Regions from separate parts of the Pan troglodytes genome. Here region 1 is linked to region 2. A link is a contact called in public HiChIP or PLAC-seq data. All regions are on one chromosome and are shown on one strand. The core of a region is the stretch at or near the end of the contact, and the rest is flanking DNA. Distances in the headings are between cores, read along the strand shown.

The links. HiChIP or PLAC-seq counts read pairs in DNA pulled down with a chosen protein or histone mark.
Region 1: an H3K4me3 HiChIP or PLAC-seq map of stem cell-derived excitatory neurons shows a contact between it and region 2, with 2.6 times the contacts expected there. The contact joins the promoter of MPRIP here to the promoter of FLCN in region 2. A contact is called at or near these places in 1 of 7 Hi-C or Micro-C datasets (stem cell-derived neural progenitor cells) and 1 of 1 datasets of contacts at active chromatin or transcription factors (stem cell-derived excitatory neurons).

What each region holds. Positions count from the first base shown.
Region 1 is chr19:50,764,755-50,767,641 of NHGRI_mPanTro3-v2.0_pri, reverse strand. MPRIP (myosin phosphatase Rho interacting protein) reads left to right here and starts at 1,569. Exons shown (of 23, transcript XM_063799700.1): 1 at 1,569-1,813. The coding sequence starts at 1,691.
Region 2 is chr19:50,570,506-50,573,205 of NHGRI_mPanTro3-v2.0_pri, reverse strand. It overlaps FLCN (folliculin), which reads right to left and starts at 1,352. Exons shown (of 14, transcript XM_024350450.3): 1 at 1,073-1,352.

The DNA of each region.
Region 1 (2,887 bases), core at 320-2,819, 190 kb before region 2:
CAGCTCCCTTTGGAGGAAAAGCATTTTCTTACACTAAGTTGAAATCCACCTCCCTGGGATATTTACCAGATGATCCGTGGAAAAGTACGCAGCTCTGGAAGCATTTGCTACTTCTCCTCCTAAAACCTCCTCCATTCCCTGAGCGACAGCTGCTGTGGCTGCCACTACCACATGCTCCAATGTCACCTCCTCCGTGAAGGCTGGGTTAGCTCACCCCCCTGTTTAAAGACTCACCATGACTCCCAGCTGCCAGTGGGATGACATGTGCACGCCTGGCCTTGGAATACAAGGCCTGGGTGATAGAGCCCTCCTCCAATCCCTCTTGCTCCTTCTTCCCCTATCTCCACTTCCAGCCACACTCAACCCTCTCACTGTCCACTTAAACTTCCCCTCCTCCTTGAAGCCACCCGAATTTTTCTAAAGAGCGCATCTCTCCCCTCTCTGGGCTCCTGCAACCTTCTGCCTGAGCCTTTGACAGCCTTTTCCAGGTTGTCTTTTGGCCAGGAGGCTGGACAACGGAGGACGGGAGTGACAGCTCGGCCCCTTCCTAGCAGAGTGATCCTACACAAATTACTCCAGGTGTCTGACCCTTCATTTCCTCAAGCACATCATGGGGGAAAGAATGCCTAGCTCAGCACCTGGCAGAGAGTCAGCCTTCGCTCATCTCCCCTAATGGAGCTGACAGCTCTTCAAGTCCGCTGACATCTTCTCTTAGTCATCCCTTGAAATACTACCCGCTGTTACTTCTCTGCTCCTCAGTCTCCTCCTATGTAAAATGGGGATGAGAATGGAGAGGTTGCGAAACTTTAATGAGCGAGCCCTTGGAGTATCCAGCCCTTCCCGACGCTAACTGACTCCTACGAGGGGGCCTGGTACACAGTAGGTGCTAAACTAATCCTCTCCGAGCTGGGCTTGGGGAAGATGCCTCCGTTGGGTGTACAGCGTGGGCGCGGGAAGGCGAGCCTGGGAGCGAGGGGGTTGCAGAGAGGCAGCCTGAGGTCGGCTCCGCCTTCCCCCGCAGCCCCCGCCCGGGCCCTGCAGCTGTCAGCCCGGCCGGCCTCGGCGCCAGTCCACCAAACCTGAACGTCCCATGCCGGCGCCCCCACCTTCCCGGCCTGCACAACTTACCTTGCGCTCGGCGGCCCTCGGTCCCGCCCCCGACTGCCATTGGCCCAGAGGTTCCTTTGTTAGCGAGAGCGCGCCAACGCCATTGGCCGGTGGGGCTGCCGATCGCGTCGGGCGCTGCCCCGCCCCGTACGCCCCGGCACCTCCCCGCGCCCGCCCGCCCGCCCCGCCCGTAGTGCGTGAGGCGCTCCGCTCCCATTTGCAGCGGCCGCGGGGCGCCGAGGGCAGCTGCGGCGGCGCGGACGAGCCGGGACGGCGGCGACCGGAGCCTGAGAGGCGGGCCGCAGCGGGAAGCAGCGGGCCCGAGGCCGCGTCCATGGGCCCGCGGCGGCCGGGCGGCGGCGGTGCGGGCGGGAGCTGGGCGTCGCGCGCGCTGTGAGGCCCGGGCGGCTCAGGAGCCTCGGCGCGTGCAGCGAACCGCCCGCCGGGAAGGAGGCCGGGCCGGGCCTGCGGCGGGGCCGGCGAGGGATGCGGCGGCGGCCGCGCTGAGCCCCTAGCCCGCCGGGAGCGCCAGGCCGGCCAGGCCTGCGCCGCCGCCGCCGCCGCCGTCGCCGCTGCGCCGACCATGTCGGCAGCCAAGGAGAACCCGTGCAGGAAATTCCAGGCCAACATCTTCAACAAGAGCAAGTGTCAGAACTGCTTCAAGCCCCGCGAGTCGCATCTGCTCAACGACGAGGACCTGACGCAGGTGAGCGACTGGGGCCGGCCCGGACACCTCCGTTCTGGGAGCCGCGGGTCGGCGGCCGGGGCGCCGCCAAGGGCTGCAGGGAAAATAAAAATGGAGCAGGGAAATGCGCGACTCCTGGGGCATGGGGACGGGGACGGGAAGTGCATTGACAGAGCTCGGACAAAGGGAAAATCCTCGAGTATGCCGAAAAATAACATCCTTTCCCGTTCCCATTGCCCGGCTGTGTGATTCATGCTTTTTGGGTGACTCAAAAGTGCCTGGTTTCGCTTAGTAGGAACAAAGCGCTTAGGGATTGCATGCCGCTTGACGGGACCCCCCTGAGATTCTGGCTTGGGACTGGACTTGGATTTGTCCAGCCAGAGTGGCCCAGGGGTCGGATTGTTGGGGAGGACTGTGGGCTTCCGTCTAGTGGGACGCAGCCTGCCCCGATTCTGAATCATCGTCACTGTCAAGCCCTGGAGAGAGGTGAAGGGGTGTCCAAGTCTGGCGAGGAGGGTCTTGTTCTTGAACTTAGTTTGGCAGGCCATAGTTTAGCGGGGAGCTGGGACCAGTTCCCTGGTCACTGGCCGAGGGGTGAGGAGACCTGTGGGTCCTCGGGAAAGTTGATTTCTGTCTCCCAGCCTTAACTGTCAAACAGGGCTTTGAACTAGTTGTGACTCCCAAACGTGCATTAGAGTCATAGCCATTAAACACAGAGTTCTGGGGCCCCCGCCCTGGAGTGACTGGGGAGATGGGGAATTTGTATTGATGAAAGGCTCCAAGAGGCTTGGCTGCAGCCCCCATGGCCCTTGGGAACCCCTGCAGTGATTGCTGTTTGAACTCCTAGTGTTCCAGGATTCCGAGCCTTGTGTGCACCTCCTTGGGATGTGCCTCGGTACCCTCCCCACGGCCATCATCTCCATCCTCTTCAGAGCTTTCTCTCAGCCTCCTGAATGAAGCCAGGGGAAGTCCCTTCACATTCCAGTCCAGTGTGACCTAGTTGTAACCACTCCTGTCGCAGAAGAACCCCTTAGACTGAAAACGAGTGAACGGGCCTGGTTGTTTTTAATGCCACTTCAGTGCACCCAGGGTTTG
Region 2 (2,700 bases), core at 103-2,602:
CATAGGAAGCCGAAATGCCCTGGCTGACAGTCTCTTCATCAACATATCCAAAGACAGTATTCAAATTCCCTGATGTGGTAGAGTGTCTGTTCATGTCCCCCTCCCACAATGGCTGAGTCCCAGACCTGGACAGTGACCTCACCACCACCCGTGGTGCGCCCTGGCCCTATTTCAACCCTACTTCCTATGGTGTTCTCATAGCACCGTGGAGAATTAAAGAGGCCACTAAGTAAGGGCACTCTAAATAAACAAGGCACTATAACGGATCTTAACCAGCAGTGGACACACAGCTTCTATAACTAGTCTCCCACTGGGGAGCCTCATTAAGTTAGCAGCTGGGATCCCAACAAGCCCAGGGTGAAAAGTTCTGCAGGGGATGACTGCCAGTTCAGATCCACTCTCACTGTGGCTCTATTTCCACCGTTTCCCTGGATTTCCATTCACAGAGCTCCCTGACATAGGACACTAGAAGGGCAAACGCAGTGTCACCTGCCACTATTACTCAATTACTTGATGACCACGGTGATAATCTGGCACTAAACTGGCTGTGGCCAAAGGCTAGAGAGCCAGAACCTACTTCCAGCAAGCTCCTCCTTGCCCTGTGTCCCCACTTGAAGAGACTGCTAGTGACCACACCTTGGACTTCAATCCACAAGCCAATCCATTCTTTCCAGGAGACAAGGACGCGACTGACAGTACTCTCAACTGGAGAGAAGCGCGGTCTTCCACCCTCCCTGGAGGACACGGTGCTACCCTATTAGCGCATCAGAGGACCCTCCTGAACGCCAAACTGGGAGAAGAGGATGACACACACCCTCTCCTCCAAACAGAGCGAAGACAAAACCTGGGAGAAGGGAAGGCAAACAGTCCCGTTTCATGGCAACATCAAATGAGATCACAGTCATCATCCCCATAGACTTGGTTAATGGGCGTGCCCCCAACCTATCTTCAAATCTCAGGGTCTCGGCGACGCCCTGGACTCTGGCCCTAAACCCTCCCCCATTACTCGTCCACCTGGGACCAACGAAAACTCGGACAGGCCCCTCCGCCAACCCCTCAGACCCCCGCCTACCTGCTCCCTGAATCGAGGCCCGCGGGACACCTGGACTCGGCAGCCGGGGTCCCGCTCTGGGTCCCAGCCCCGCCCCTGACTGCGCTGGGTAGGTGGTCGGTGCGGGACCCGGACCGGCGGGATCACACCCAGAGCCCCCAAGCCCACGGCAGGGATGTCACCCGGGGTGGCGAGGCTCTCAAGCCCGGGTTCAGGCTCTCAGGGGAGCTGGCAGAACCAGGAGCGACCACACTCACTCGCGGTCCCGCAGCCCCGCCGAGACCCAGGCGCGTGACTCCCTGAGCCGTACCACCACCCAACACTGCGGTGGGGGTGCGGGAGCCGTCCGAGCGCGTCCTGCACCGCGAGGAGAGCCGGGCCTCCCTAGCTCCCGCAAGCCCAGGAACACAGTCCGAGTCCTGCAACTCCGAGGTCTGACTGGGAAGCAGGGGCCGCTGCCCGACAATTACCCTTTTCCGCCGCCCCTATTCCGGTGCCCCCCTCCGGGAAGTTCCGAATGGTTCAGACCGCACCAGCTGGGGATGCTGGGGGAAACCATTTCATTAAGCGCGGGAGTATGCTGAAACTTAAAAATCATTTTAAAAACAGATTTGAGGGTAAATATAGCCAACCTAAGGCTTCCTGTCCACATAAAAGAGAAAAATAAAGAAAAAACGTTATAAGAGGTTGGCAGGCTTTTTTTTTTTTTTTTGCTTCACCAATGGTTTTTATTAAATTGCTGATGGAACCCGTCCTCTCCCTACATTGAGAGTATGGAAGGTGCGGGAGACGGCCGTCACGTGACGCGGAGAAGGCGCGGCGCCCGTGGGAGGTTGGTTGCAGAACTCGGAACCGCTGTGCGCGCGCATGTGTGGGATTCGGTCTTCCTCCCTCAGTGGGTCTTTTTTAAAAATGTGAAAATCAGTTTTTGAATAATATTCTTTTTTTGAGACAGAGTTTCGCTTTCGCTCTTGTTGCCCAGGCTGGAGTCCAGTGGCGCGACCTCGCCTTACTGCAACCTCCGCTTCCCGGGTTCAAGCGATTCTCCTGCCTCAGCCTCCCGAGTAGCTGGGGACTACAGGCGTCCGCCACCACGCCTGGCTAATTTCTTGTATTTTTGCAGACCCTGTTGGCCAGGCCGGTCTTGAACTCCTAACCTCAGGTGATCCACCAGCCTTGGCCTCCCAAAGTGCTGGGATTACAGGCGTGAGCCACCGCGCCCGGCCTGAATAATATTTTTTAAAACTTGAGCGCCCATTACTAAATTTAGCTACTTAGAAGTTAATTGTAAAGCCATTACTTTGTGATGTAGTGTGGGTCCTTCCAGTGAAGACCGGAGAGAGATGGGAATCAGAGCCTGACCCGCCTGCGCGCGCTGCCCCCTGAGGTGTGGCCGCCCCGGAGCCTTCCGCCGCGGCCGAGGCTATGGTTGCCGCAGAGTCTCCAGAATGTGCTCACCAGGAATAGAATAGAAAAGTGGGTGGTTGTGTTTTTGAAATCAGAGGTCACTTATTTTTTTCTCTTTAAATTTCCATGTTCTGGTCGGGCGCGGTGGCTCACGCCTGTAATCCCAACACTTTGGGAGGCCGAGGTGGGCGGATTACGAGGTAAAGAGATGGAGACCATCCTGGCCAACAGGTGAAACCCCC